4 separate regions of the Mus musculus genome follow, and regions 2, 3 and 4 are each linked to region 1. Evidence: chromatin contacts called from public promoter capture Hi-C data. All regions are on one chromosome and are shown on one strand. Each heading gives the region's core, a stretch centred on a gene start, on an enhancer-like site or on the middle of the called end of the contact. The rest is flanking DNA. Distances are from core to core; before and after follow the strand shown. Region 1 holds the start of Psmb7 (proteasome (prosome, macropain) subunit, beta type 7). Region 2 holds the start of Gpr21 (G protein-coupled receptor 21). Region 3 overlaps Rabgap1 (RAB GTPase activating protein 1). Region 4 overlaps Rc3h2 (ring finger and CCCH-type zinc finger domains 2).

Evidence for each region. Promoter capture Hi-C pulls out the DNA fragments that hold promoters and counts their contacts.
Region 2: a contact with region 1 is called in a promoter capture Hi-C map of liver, with 7 times the contacts expected there. The contact joins the promoter of Gpr21 here to the promoter of Psmb7 in region 1. A contact is called at or near these places in 4 of 39 promoter capture datasets (the C10 cell line, hippocampal neurons, liver and 1 more) and 1 of 115 datasets of contacts at active chromatin or transcription factors (stem cell-derived neural progenitor cells).
Region 3: a contact with region 1 is called in a promoter capture Hi-C map of liver, with 3 times the contacts expected there. The contact joins the enhancer-like site here to the promoter of Psmb7 in region 1. A contact is called at or near these places in 6 of 39 promoter capture datasets (the C10 cell line, cranial neural crest, hippocampal neurons and 2 more) and 1 of 115 datasets of contacts at active chromatin or transcription factors (large pre-B cells).
Region 4: a contact with region 1 is called in a promoter capture Hi-C map of the HPC-7 cell line, with 4 times the contacts expected there. The contact joins the enhancer-like site here to the promoter of Psmb7 in region 1. A contact is called at or near these places in 13 of 39 promoter capture datasets (the 3T3-L1 cell line, the C10 cell line, the HPC-7 cell line and 9 more), 6 of 484 Hi-C or Micro-C datasets (B cells, CD4 T cells, CD8 T cells and 1 more), 1 of 115 datasets of contacts at active chromatin or transcription factors (large pre-B cells) and 1 of 9 other capture datasets (adipose tissue).

What each region holds. Positions count from the first base shown.
Region 1 is chr2:38,642,651-38,646,143 of GRCm38.p6, reverse strand. It overlaps Psmb7 (proteasome (prosome, macropain) subunit, beta type 7), which reads left to right and starts at 2,238. Exons shown (of 8, transcript NM_011187.1): 1 at 2,238-2,303; 2 at 2,693-2,786. The coding sequence starts at 2,242.
Region 2 is chr2:37,514,614-37,518,092 of GRCm38.p6, reverse strand. It overlaps Gpr21 (G protein-coupled receptor 21), which reads right to left and starts at 1,467. Exons shown (of 2, transcript NM_177383.4): 1 at 1,394-1,467; 2 at 1-1,034. The coding sequence starts at 649. All of the region lies in intron 13 of Rabgap1 (RAB GTPase activating protein 1), which reads right to left.
Region 3 is chr2:37,564,205-37,567,726 of GRCm38.p6, reverse strand. It overlaps Rabgap1 (RAB GTPase activating protein 1), which reads right to left. Exons shown (of 26, transcript NM_146121.2): 26 at 1,290-2,962. The coding sequence ends at 2,840. Among named protein-coding and RNA genes, the nearest start is that of Gpr21, 49 kb to the right of the region's middle. Within about 2 kb of position 1,951, at least 39 of the 459 cell types and tissues checked have an H3K27ac peak or open chromatin away from gene starts, as enhancers often do. A contact at or near this core is called in liver, where this site is marked.
Region 4 is chr2:37,374,127-37,377,661 of GRCm38.p6, reverse strand. Rc3h2 (ring finger and CCCH-type zinc finger domains 2) reads left to right here. Exons shown (of 22, transcript NM_001100591.1): 18 at 226-307; 19 at 394-528; 20 at 666-773; 21 at 872-1,020; 22 at 2,234-3,535. The coding sequence ends at 2,429. Among named protein-coding and RNA genes, the nearest start is that of Pdcl, 17 kb to the right of the region's middle. Within about 2 kb of position 1,456, at least 35 of the 459 cell types and tissues checked have an H3K27ac peak or open chromatin away from gene starts, as enhancers often do. A contact at or near this core is called in the HPC-7 cell line and pre-B cells, where this site is marked.

The DNA of each region.
Region 1 (3,493 bases), core at 989-3,488:
TCCTCGAGGTTCCCAGTCGCCCTCTGCTGGGCTTTGCCGACCATCTCTAGAGGCAATGACACTTCTTCAGATCAGCCTGGCAAGGACTCCATAACTTCTGTCAGACTCCACAGAAGGACACAGTCATTTTCCCACTGCCATTAGACCCCACAGAAGGACACAGTCATTTTTCCACTGCCATCAGACCCCACAGAAGGACACAGTCATTTTCCCACTGCCGTGCCTTCCTCTGCTTCAGGCTCAGAACTCTGACTCCCCAAAAGCCATGTCTAAAAGTTGATTTTGTCATTTTTCATCTGTTCCTCTTGTGTGTCTCATAGGATTACACTCCCAGACTTCTAAACCAGCCCGATCCTACTTACACTCCACCACCAAAAAGATTTGTTCTGGGTTTTTCTCTTCTTTGGACTGTAAACTTGTGAGGCGTCTGACTTTGATAGGCAGCCATAACAAATTACTCTAAGCTGGATGGCATAGACAACAGAAATGTATTGCCTTACAGTTCAGGAGTTTGGGAATATAAGGACTATGAATTCCTTTTGCCTATTTTCTGGGGCTTTGACAGGTGACCTTTGTTTTCTCTAGCTGCAGAAACATCATTACAAGGAGTTATTATCTTCACCTGTGGCTTTCAGCAAGCAAGCACTCAAGCTAAGCTGGGCTAGGACCCACTCTCCGAGCCTATTCTTAGCACAGGGCTTCAAAATTAGAACTTATTTTCTTTATTTCAAAAGACCCAGAGATGCAATCAGATGGAACTTAATTTTTAGTGAACATTTACTAAAAATATGGTTGAGACACTGGTTCTAGATCCTTAGGATGTTATTCATTCATTCATTCATTTATCTATCCATCCGTCTGTCTTCAGCTACAATCATAATAGGACATAGTAGGTGCTTAATAAATATTTGTAAATGAATTCATTTCACAGTCATGGAGGGTGTCACTTATTGCCTAAATAAGTTTAAAAATATTTTCCTGACTTCCGCAGCAAGCCTCACATTTCCATCAGTAGAAGATTTTCTTAAAATTACATAACACTGCACTCATAGTGCTGGGTAACATTATGAATTCTGTGCCCATAAACAATCCAGTGCCTCTCCTTCAGCCTTAACAACTACTGATTCACTTTATGCTTCTGCAGATTTGCCTATTTTGAGATACTTCATACAAATGGAACTCTCTAAGGCTGGGGAGATGGCCCAGAGGGAAGATGACTGAAAGAGTAAAGTGGAGAGTGGTGGAGGACTCCCAACATTAACCATACACCCACATGTACCCACAGGCATGTGAACATGATTACCACATGAATGTATAGTATATCACATGTGAATGTAATTATACAATGTGGTTCTTCTTCTCCATGCCTAGTCTCTTTATATTTAGCAAATTGTTTTCCAGGGTCACCCCTGATTTAGTAGGTATCACATTCCCTTCCCTTTTACGGCCTAATACTGTTTCACTGTGCTGATATTCCACATTTTGTTTACTCATTCATCCGTCAATGGGCATTTGTGTTGTTTCCCGATTTGCCTGTTAGGTACCTGGTTGCTATGCTCATTTGCCTAGAAGCATCTGTGAACTTAGCTTTCCAGTTCTTCTGGGTAGGTATGACAGTGATAATTTTGGTTTAAGATCCAGTTCGTTTTCCGGAGCAGATGACCGTTTTATATTCCCACCTGTCACAGAGAGTTTTTCTCTGTCCAACTCCAGTCATTGTAGTGGGTCCAAAGCAGTGTCTCACTGGGGGCTTGGGGTTGCCTTGTCCTCGTGACTCAGGGCACGAAACGTCTTTCCATGTGTCTGTTTGCCTTTCTGAGGAAGGTGAAAGCTCCGTTACACACTAACAGTAGGAAATAAGGGAGTTGAAAGGGATTTGCTCAGCGGCTTTGCCTGGACCTGGGGTGTGTGGATGTCCCTGATACACGCCGGATTCTAGTTTAACCGCAGAAACAGATCTGGTCTGAGCGTCAGGAGATTTGGTTATTGGGGGAATTTTATTATCTGATTTAACAAATTCCATCCCTTCGGCTGATCGTCAGTTTCCCCTTCCCAGGACTTGAGGCAAAACTACTTCAAAGACCCAAGCCTCTCTAGGAAGTGAGAACTCAAGAACTCTATGTCCAAGAGCGCCAGTTCGAAGTTTGCCCCGCCCTCTCGTCCCGGTCTCTCGCGGCGCCGGAAGTGCTAAGTTCTTTTTTTGTCGCTCCGCCCTCGGCCCGGAAACACTTTCTTGGCAAGATGGCGGCTGTGTCGGTGTTTCAGCCACCGGTCGGAGGCTTTTCTTTTGATAATTGTCGCAGGTGTGTTCATGCCCGGGGGCGCGATCGGGACCCGAGTGGGAACTCTGTACGCCGGATCGGAACTGGGCTGCGGCCGGGGTCGGGGGCGTGAGGCGAGCGTGGGGATGGTGCCCGCGGCCGTGTGACTCAGGGAATCGGGCCCCAGCGCGGGCTGCTTCTGAGGCCGGCGCGGCCCTCTCCCCTTGCCAGTGTGTAAGGATTTGGACTTTCCTGTGGCTTTGGAGGGATTGGGTCACCGCCCCGATCTGTAATTCCTCGCCGATGGTGCTAATAATGGGAGAATCCAGTGATCACACTGGGGTGGAAGAAAATTGAGTTCCTTCCTAAGCACCCACTCTTCTCGCCAGTGGTCTTGTCCTCTAACACTTGATTTCTGTGCCTTCCCTTAGGAATGCTGTCTTGGAAGCGGATTTCGCAAAAAAGGGGTTCAAGCTCCCGAAAGCTCGGAAAACTGGCACTACCATCGCGGGGGTGGTGTATAAGGTAAGCCTAGACAGGCCGACCGTAGCGGTAACTGACCTATTAACCGTAGTTAGACCACTTGGACTCAAGCTTCCAGCTAGAACTGTCAGAGTGCATCATGAGAATCGGCTTTTATTAGGGAATGCCTTGATCAAGAGGTTTTACATGTTAAATAGTTTGTATTTACTCATTTTGAAGTTTTACACATGAGGGCAATTTGGCTTTTCCTAAGGTACTCTAGGAAGCAGGATGCTACAATGGGAAAGCACAGAATTTGGGATTAATTGGTTTGTTTAGATGTTTAATGCTTCCATACTGTTTCTAGTGAACTACTTGGGCAGTTTAGTCCCCCCCCCCCCCCCCCCCTTTGAGACAGGGTCTCATTATATAGCCCCGATTGTTGTAGATCAGGCTGCTTTAAACTAGAAATTTACCTGCTTCTGCCTCCACAACGTTGGGAGAGCCACTCTGCCCTCAGCCTTTTTTTTTTTTTTTTACAGAGTTAAATCTCTATCCATCAAATGGAGATAAATCCTGAAATAAACTGTAAAGATAATAAAGGCTAGCGATTAATGTTGTTAGTGGGGTGAAGAGAGTCACATTTCAAAAACTAATAGAGGTGACTGTTTCCTAAATTTTCTCTGTGTATGTGCTTGTACATATGCTATGGGACAAGTGTAGAGGTCAGAGAACAACTTGGTGGAGTCCATTCTGAGCTTCATGTGGCT
Region 2 (3,479 bases), core at 218-2,717, 1.1 Mb after region 1:
TGCGGAAGATGTTGAAATACGTGAAGCAGACAATGAGGGCAGCTGGGGCGTACAGCATCATCACGATGAACAATGTGAAGTAGGAGTTGGTGTGCCAGGACTCTGCACACCACTGAAATACATCTCCATGATATCCGGGTTTACCCCAGTGGAAGAAGGAAGGCAGGAAGACCAGGGTGGAATACAGCCAAATCAGAAAAATACAGAGGCGTAGTCTCCAGGGAGTAACCAGGGTATTATAGGTTAAAGGCTTAGTGATGGCAATATATCTATCAATGCTGATACAGGCCAGAGAAGCCATAGAGATACTCTTCAGAACTGACACTACAAAACCAAATACTTGGCAAGTCATGGCCTCCTCAATCGGAAGAGGGTAGTAGAGGAGTGATAAGGAAGGGACCAGGCAGCTTACCCCAACCAAGAGGTCAGCATATGCCATTGTCTGAATAAAATAACTTGTAGAATGATGGTTCAACAGAGGTGCACAGTGAAACACAAAAATCACAATGATGTTGCCAGAAATAATCAATACAGTTAGAAAGACAATAATCAGCACTTCCAAAAGACAGAACCTGACAGTTTCCAAGTAGCCCAGTGCCAGAAGACAGAAAGGATGGCTGCTCTGATTACCATCCCAGGTGGAGTTCATCTCGTGCTCAGGAACTGGCTCTCACTTCATGCTGCCACCTGGCTGCTGTCTCAGTTCTCAGGAGCAGCTACTGTCACTGCAGTCAGCTTTGCATGCCTGTGACAAAGCCAGGGAGCCCTAGTCATCACGTTCCTGAGGTTGCTGCTGTGGTGGGTATACTGCCTGCTGTACAATTTCCCTTTAAATTCTTCCTGGAATAGGGAAAGCCAACAGCAGTTGTCTGGCCAGTCCCAGACGCAGCCATACTGCCAGTTTCACCAAACACATAGCAAGGGAGTAAGGCAAACTGGGGACAGTGTCTTCAGGCCAAGTGTGGGTGGGGGAGGGGCAGAGGGAGGAAGATTAGTAGCTTCAGCAGGAGTTGTAATGAGTCTCCTCTGAACAGCTGATAGAAGAAAAGGAGAGAGCATTTTACATTTTGCATTCCACATCCTAGACAAAGAACCTAGCTAGCTCTGACTGCCAGCACCCCTCCCACTTCACCCTAAGCAGCCTCCTCCATAAACGGCCCTTACTTTGGAGGAACAGCAATACCATGCTTCCAAGATCAACATAAAGAAATTATAAACCCTCATTTTCTTTTATTTTACGTGTTGTAGGAGAATCTCCTTATGGTAATCCTGAAGACATTATCATTGATAAAAATTAACCAAGATTATTTTCTCCATTAAATCCAATGTACTATTATATCTCTGCAAACACCTTAATACAATTTATCTGCTTAGCTCAATTTCAGAGTGTTACCTGTGATTCTGCATGCTGAAATCCAAACAAAAGCCACAATACATCCTTAACCGAAAGCCTTGCAATGCAGGAATGTTCGTAAAGCCAGCCTACTGCAGAACTAAGGCACAGAGGGAGGGGCTAAAGGAGTAGGAGGAGAAGCAGAGAGAGGGGCTTGGGAAAAGGAAGAAAGGGGGTGGGGCAGGGCAGGGCAGGGCAGGGCAACTTGTGTGCTAGGGCACACACACACTCTAGCGTGCTGGACAACTCATTACCATTTATTCCCATAGAGGAATTCCCGACGGCACAGTAGGCGCTGGCTTGGTGCGCCCACAGGATGTATCTGAAAGCTGTTTCCTTGTCGGTCGGCAATCTTCCTCATAGGTAAATGAGCAGAATTCAGATTGCCAGTAAGAAACATGGGCAGAGGTGGGGATGGAGAGAGGGAGGAGTTGGGATTTGGGCTGAAGTACAGTACCAGAGGAGAGAGGGGGGAAAGTCCTATTTTTTTGTGTCCCTAAGAACAAAGGACAGTGTCACAGGAAGGAAGCATGGTAACAGTACATGGCACCCGAGGAAGTCTAATTCAGCTGCACAAGACGTTACAGCTGAGAGACAATATTCAGCCTCAATTTTCCTTTATCATTTATTAGATATTGGCTAATATTTGGAAATGGTGCTATTTGTTCTCTCCTTCTTCCTCAGTTTAGTTAGGTACTCCACTTGAGTGGAGTGACAGTACACAGATATTTAGGTACCAAGTCTTTGAATCTTACAGTTCAATCTTGTTTCTACTTATCTAAAACAATGCAAATTGAAATAACACACTACTTTTTTGGATAATGTCATAAAGGGTGCTTTCCGTTTTCATAAACTGGGTGCTGTGGGAATGGTATAATTTTGCCTGAATAAAGCCTCACATCATCAGTAAAGGAAAACAAATGCTGCAACTGTAGTAATCCTAGGAGATCTGTACACTTGAACAAAGAACCATGTGATCCAACTTGTATTTTTATTTATTTTTATCCATGCTTTCTTACTGTGGGCAAAGGATGCTTACAATCACAGCTCAGTGAAGTGTGAACACTTTAATTCAGGAAAGTAAGGACCCCCGAGACATGTTCAAGGAGACAAATAACATAATGTGACAGGCCTCAGTAGAGAAGAGCAGCACAGAAGGGACAGCCTCCTGCCTCAGAGATTTTTGTATTTAAGTCACTGTCACTCACAGATAACTTGAGGTACTCCTGTTCCTACTCTCCCAGTCCCTAGCACATGTATGCTGAGGGTTCTACCCCTGAGAACCTCTTACACAATATATCCATCAGTCTCTTGATCTGCAATTTTATAATCCAGTATATCAGCACAGCTGTAGTCTGAAAACACTGGATGAAAAAAAACCCTACAGTTTGAGACAGCCAACATTCACATAATATCGCAACACATACTGTTATAGCTATTTTATGGTTATCTATTACTTTTAACCTCTCCCTATGACTACTTTGTAAATTATACTTTATTTAAGGTAAGGAATAGATAAAATAATGACAGGTCTGGCACCATCTAATGCTTTAATCACCTACTGAAGGTCTTAAAAAGTGTTGCCAGCACCCCAATTCAAGCCACACTTATCTTTTGCCACATTTTCACTGAAGCCAAAATAATATTCTAAAACTAAAATAATAGATAAGTAAATAACAGTAACTAGGCAGTAGCTTACACTTATTATGACTATGAATTATCCTTATTAATACTAATAGTCAAGGTTCAATTATCACATTTTATGCCAAGAGATACTAAATTGTCCAACAAAGACAGATAGAAAACAGGGAAGCTAGGACTTGAAGCAAGACAAACTGCCTTTTGTCAGACATATGAAATGTTACATGCTTGTTTAAAATTTTCATTTATTTATTTTATTTTATTTTTGAGGCAGAGTCACACTATATAGAGCAGGCTGTTCTCAAACTCAAAGAAACTGGCTTGCCTCTGCACTAGCATAATCTATTGTGTTATACTGTTTTTTAAACCTAAATGTATGGCTTTAGTTGGGACTAGAATCACACTTGAACAGTAGAACTCTTGACTTGCATGTATAAAAGCCAGC
Region 3 (3,522 bases), core at 702-3,201, 1.1 Mb after region 1:
GGACCAAAACAGTGAAAGCTAAATTTATCTTCCTACTGCTTATGTAGAATTGAGTTTCGAGACTCCTTTTCCCATCTTTCTGTTCTATTACCTCCGTTCATACTCTTCTTTCTCTTTCCATTTCCCTCCATAAAGGATCAGCAGAGAACTACCCAAATACAAACTACCTTTAATCTCTGCAGCAGTTTGTTCCCCACATCTTCCAGGTCATTTGCATGGGCCTCCACCTGACTTAGACTACTTTTTCCAATCCTTCCTTAACATTTTCCTCTTGCTTCTACCCAAGAAATCCAGTCACTGCAGAGTTTATCACTACCTTCTTGTCTTGCTTATAAAACTGTACCTCCAGTGGTCCAGTGTATCCCATACACTTATAAGGTATATTCCCAATTATAAATTTTAGTATCTTGAGTTGTTTTAGGCTCACACACTAAGATTGACTGGCATATGGATCCCTTTCTTAGATGGTGGTGTATAGCTTCAAGATGGAGATTTCTCCCTAACATGGGAGCCTTGAACAGCTAGCCAGCCAGCAAATGTAGACCCAAGAAGCATGTCTTTCACCCTGTGAACTGTGCTTTGGAGCCATTTCCTGGCCTTTCCAAGAGTACTTACCACAGCTTAGGCCTAAGGATCAGCAACTATGTAGAAGTCAGGCAGGGACTACTTGACCAGGCCCAGATTCTGGCTTGTGGCAAGTGGAGGGTTACAAAGCAATAGTTGAGATTCAGAGAAGGGAGGTGTAGTAAAAAGTGTAAAGGACCTAGGGTGTTGAGATGTTGAGATGACCAGCTAGGGAGAGAAAGGAACCTCAGTGAAGATATACCCACCCTTGTTACTGCTTTTCCTGTGTCTGAGCAAACACTTGCTCTTTTCAGTTGCTTCCCTTCTTAAACTACCAGCTACTTGCTGTTCTTTCTCCGATCTTCAACTGGTGAGACCATTTTTTTTTTTTTTGTTTGTTTTTTTTTGTTTTATCGAGACAGGGTTTCTCTGTGTAGCCCTGAAAGTCCTGGAACTTACTTTGTAGACCAGGCTGGCCTCAAACTCAGAAATCCGCCTGCCTCTGCCTCCCAAGTGCTGGGATTAAAGGCGAGCATCATCACGCCCGGCCCAAGACTTAATTTTAAGCACTGTGACCCACAGCACTACACTTCTCAGTAAGGGCCATGGGCAGGCATCTCTTGCATAACACAACCTTTACTTAATATGTTCTTCCCATATGCACTTCTGGGGAATGGGTGGGAAAGGAATATGCAAACATAAAACTACTTTTGTATGAAGCAATGCTGTTTGTACCAAAATATTTAATGAATATGCTGTTAAAACAAACAAAAGAAATAGTAATACAGTTTTACTGATTTATATTTCAGTTCATGGAGTTGACACACAAACTACCCTAGCACACAATGTCCACACACCTAGTTTAAGATGGGCTTATACTGTTTGGGTTAACTGAACGAGACAGACACAGGAAGTGGTGTAGGGGATGGTCTGGGGAAGAGCAGGCCACTTATTATCTCCCCACTGTAGATGACCTCATCAAGCATTAGAAAAGCCAACAGGGAAAGAAAAAATAACTAGTGTCCTTATATACAAACCCAAGCTACCTGCACACAGAGCAGAGAGGATGAGCCACTTGTGACACCACTTGTCAGCATATAAATTAAGAGTCAAAAGGTTTTGTTTTTAATTAAAAAAAAGGTGCTAAAACTGCCATTTCATAGCTTTAAAGTGAGAATCCACAGCCCATCACCTGACCAGTGAGATGTACACCTGGCCCCCCTGGAGGCTTCAGAGGCCTGACAGAGATCCAGCCAGGAAAGTAGGACTTTACAGTGTGTAGGGACTTTCATGTATTCAGTCTTGCTCTCTTGAACGACCTGCTATGCACACATTAGAGGTCATGGAGCTCTTGCCAGCTCCTACATTGGCAGGAAGAACAAAGCCCAATAAACCTCAAGTGAAAGGAAGTGCCCCATGACCACAGACGGCAGTGGTAGATTAGCAGGTTGTCTGGGACTTAAACACTGTCAGTTCAGGGTACTGGGAAATGTATCTATATATATATCTATATATATATATATATTTATACACACACACATATATATACACACACATATATATGTACACTTTAAACAAAATAAGAGCTGTCCGTGTCATGATTGATTCAGTCTCACAGTCATGTGGCCCATTCCAGCCTTTAGAAGTAGTTTGGCAGCTAATGTTTTGTTTTGTTTAAAAAAAAAAAAAAGACACGACTATGAGAGTTGCATAGAATTGCTCAGCAATATGAATAATTCCAAATCAAAACCTATGCACTATATTAGTTTAAAAAAAAATTAGGTGACTTGAACTGTGACTATGAGACCCTTCTACTCAAAGTGCTTCTCATCTCCTAGGGGCTTTTGCTGGCACTGATAGATAAGAATTACTCAAATTTCTGAACCCCTGCTCCCCAACTCAAAGGATAGAGTGTGTGCATGTGTGTATATGTGTACACATACACACACACACACACAATTTTTTTAAAGGGTTTAGAAAAAGAAAACCCAATACATTGGGGTATTCCCCAAGTCTGGCTGTGTGAAGTGTTCCTTCCTATACAGAAAAGAGGCCTGAATGGCACTAGGAGGAAGGACTCTGGTGCATACCCAAAGCATCAGTTGGGTTGGCAGCCTGCTGCAGGAGCCCTAGCCCACTGACCTAACAATATACTATACAGCTCTGACCTAGGTTCATTCTGGTCCTGCAACATATCACAGAATCACACATCTGGCCAAAGAAGGCAACAAAAGGTGGTGTGTTTTCTGGAGGTGTCTGGAGGCAGCAGCTGTTCTCAACATGTCTCTTTCCCTTGAACACCAGTTGCTGTCTTTATGGAGCTCAGTGTTCGGTTAAACCAGGTCTTCTTGGCTGCCTGCACCTCACTGAGGGCAAGGCCCAAGTGGTGTTCCAAGTCCTGTAGAAATAACAGCGAAGTGTGAGAATTTTTGGAATCTTATCTGCTCTTCTGAGGCAGGCATACAATGCCTAAGGATTTGGGAACTCTCTAATCTGAAATTACAGCCTCTCAAATCACTGTCTTGGCATACCACCATTCAGTTAAAATTCCTGTAAGTCCACGTCACTTAGTATGGCACCTGTTTTCATCCCTTTACTGAGGCTCCTTAGCTGGTAGGCCTCTCGTCCCATTGGTTGTGGTCTGAGACCAACCAGAATGCTGATCTTGATTTTCTGCAGTTGCTCTCTGTCCATTCTCTGACCACAGCTTAGATTTTGCTATCTTGGTGATGATTTTTTTCTTTGTCTTCTTCTTATTGTCCTGGGCAGTCCTACAAACCCTCTTTCAGTACCTAGGTATGACCCTGACAAAAGAGGATGTGTCCACCAGTAATATACTTTGGCATGGGAAAGCTGTTCTGAAGTTTTAGACCTGAACTACATTCTTGCCACTTACGGTGCCTCAGTGATAAGGACGAGTGGAGGCTCATAATCATTGGGAAATATGCTCAAGGTCAC
Region 4 (3,535 bases), core at 207-2,706, 1.3 Mb after region 1:
AGGCCAGCCTGGTCTACAGAGTGAGTTCCAGGACAGCCAGGGCTACACAGAGAAACCCTGTCTCAAAAAAAAAAAAAAAAAAAAAAAAAACTTTCTGGAACAAATTTTACATTTGGAATAGTGACTAAAACACATTCAGTGATCGTTACAAAGAACATAGAGTCATTATTGCTTTGGCTCCTTTATGTCTCACTTTAACTACAGTAAATATAATTCTTTTTAAAGGGACAGATTCATTGTTACTGATTTATCTGGTCATAGAAAGCATTCTAGTACCGGAGACCTTTTGAGCATTGAACTTCAGCAGGTAGGCTCTATATATTTAGCTTTGATTTTTAAAACGTAAAATAATAATTGAAAGCTAAGCTTATGTTTTCTTCTCTCTTCATGGAGGCCAAGAGTAACTCATTACTTCTTCAGAGGGAAGCTAATGCTCTGGCCATGCAACAAAAGTGGAATTCCCTGGATGAAGGCCGTCACCTTACTTTAAATCTTCTAAGCAAGGAAATTGAACTAAGAAATGGAGAGGTAAGGGAACCGAACCTCTCAGCAATACACTCTCAGACTTCTGAACTAAATCTTTAACTGTACCATTAGGCTTCTTATTTTTATTTAAAAGAGATTCTGCAGGTATAAAATTAATATAATTTTTTTTTAATTTATAGAATGACTACACAGAAGACACTGTAGATACAAAGCCTGATAGGGATATTGAGTTAGAGCTTTCAGCCCTTGATACTGATGAACCTGATGGCCAGAGTGAACAAATTGAAGTAAGTTCCTCAATTGGATAAGTAGTGGCTTTGTTTTGTTGCAAATTAAAATACATAAAATACTGTCATATTGAAGGATTAACATTTTATTTTCTCAGGAAATTTTGGACATACAACTTGGTATCAGTTCTCAAAATGACCAGTTGCTCAATGGAACAGCAGTGGAAAATGGTCATCCAGCCCAGCAGCACCAGAAGGACCCAGGAAAGCCGAAGAGACAGAGTTTAGGTGAAGACCATGTGATTCTGTGAGTGTTAGACAGACCCTTCATAATCAGAGGGTAGAGGCGATCAATACTTAGCGCTAGATGTGCTGGTAGATTCTTGGTTTTTTGTTTTTTTTTTGTTTTTTTTTTTTTTTGCCTTTTTCTATTTATGGGGAAACCTTGTATAATAAAGTAATGATTTGGTCAGTCTGTGTTTTTAGAGGAATTTGAACTAGTAAAGCAGTTTATTTTAAAACCAAAACTCAATTTGGGAATGAAAGTTCTCTTATCTCTAACATCAGGTTATAGTTCTTCAATTTGACCAAACTTGAAGATCATAGGATGGAAAAATAAATCCTAGATTATTTCAGTATTTGGGAAGCACAGGCAGAATCTGCTATTTATATGCTCTAAGTTGTCATGGACTCCAGAGGAAGACAAACCACAAAGTCTAAAAAGCAAACCACAAGGGGCTGGAGAGGTGACTCAGCAGTTAAGCGCACTTGTTTTTTGTAGAAGACTCAGGTTTGTTCCTGAGCCTAAGCATTCACATGGTGGCTTATGACCATCCATAACTCTTGTTTCAAGTGATTCAACCCCCCTCTTGCAACCTCCAAGGGCATTGTACACATGTGGTGCACATACATACATGAAAGCAAAATACTGTATACATAAATTTTATTTTAAAAAACCTTAAAAACTAAAGCAAACAAAAACCTGTGCTGAATGTTTCTTGTTTTAAAAAATCTTGTTATGATGTTCTTGGCTATTATATTGCTATTTTGTATAATTTTTGCCAAATATTTGGTCCTGGTCTTAAAATACTGATTAGATGACACAAATTATCAAGTTTAATTTTTAAATTTTGAAAATATGACCTTTTTAGTGACTTGTAATACTTTAAAAATTATTTAATTTTTATTTATTAGCTTTTATGTGTATGGGTGTTTTGACTGCATATATGTCTATGTGTGTGCAAGCTTTGTGCCCAAAGAGGCCCGGAAGGACATTGCTTCCTCTGAGATTGGAGTTACAGACTGCTGTGTGGTTTTGGCTGTTGAACCCCCAGGTCCTCTGGAGTAGCAGTTGTGCTTTAACTTCTGAGCCTTCTCTTTAGCCCCTACTTAATACATTTTTTAATAAAGAAGATAGGCTTTTCTGTGGGCTTAGAGTTTGAAGTAGCTTTCAGAGAGCAAATGTGATAACTCTTAAATTGTACATAAGTTAATTTGCTTTCACTGTCATTTTCTCTCAGGGAGGAGCAAAAACCAATTCTGCCGGTAACATCTTGCTTTAGCCAGCCACGTCCAATGTCTATTAGCAGTGCAAGCTGCCTCCCCATCACCACATCTGTCAGTGTTGGCAACCTCATTCTGAAAACTCACGTTATGTCTGAAGATAAAAACGACTTTTTAAAACCTATTGCAAATGGGAAGATGGTTAACAGCTGAAAGGAGGCTCAGCTTTCAAATCTGTGACCACACCATGGAAGCATTTACACTAGCTTTTTATATATATAATATATATTATATAATGTATATTTTTTTTAAAAAAAAAGATATTACTGGGGGCATCCATTTCCTGTGGACTCTTTGATACTTCAAGCCCTCTTGCATTAGCATTATGAAAAAAAAGAAAATTTACTTTACTAGGGTAATGTTCACTTTCCAGAAATTATTGGAATTTGGACAACATTTAACTTAAGCTTCAAGCAGCTTTTTATGAGTTTGTAGCAATCCGGTGCAGTAACTGAGCCATTTCCTATTTTAAATGGCTTCTACAGTAAATTAACAACTCAGTTATTAAACTAGCAGGATCCTACAATGATACATCTAGTGAAAGTAGAGTTAATTAACTTATTTCTATTTTATGTTTCACTGAGAGAAATTTCCATCTCATTCCAGCTGCTTTATTTATCTTTTTCATTGGACTTTGCATGGATTTTTCTTTCTTTCTTTTTTTGTTTTGTTTTGTTTTGTTTTTCCTTTTCTTTTCTGTCTTTTTTTTTTTTTTTTGAGAGTGGAGTTAGATGTTCTTACCATAGAGTTTTACAGGGTTATAATAGCTTTCTTTACTGCATTATATGTAGAAGTGTAGTGCAGTGCTTTTATCTGTAGCATTTAATTTTTTAATTTTCCATTTTTCAAGAATAGTTTCTGCTTTGTTAATATTTATACACAGGCTACTTGTTGAAGTAATTAATTAAAAATATAACCAAGTGCCTAAGTCTTTCAGCTGATGTACTAGATATTAAATTCTCCTAAGTTATGCAGAATCGTTTTTACAATTTTGATAAATTATGCACTAATGTAATGGCAATTTTTTAAAATGCAGATTTAAGCCTGTACATTATTGAATCTGATGACTTGGCAAAAGAATCAGGTGCTTTCAGCTTTCTTGAGAAAACCCTGTATGTAGCGTTTGCACTGACTAACAAGATGGTATTGCTGGGTCTTTAATTTAAAGAAATTAATTTGGGTGTTCATTGCATTATTTAGTTAGATATTGTTTATTGTTACTTCATGTTGGGTTTAATTTTCTTGTTTTCTGACTGTTA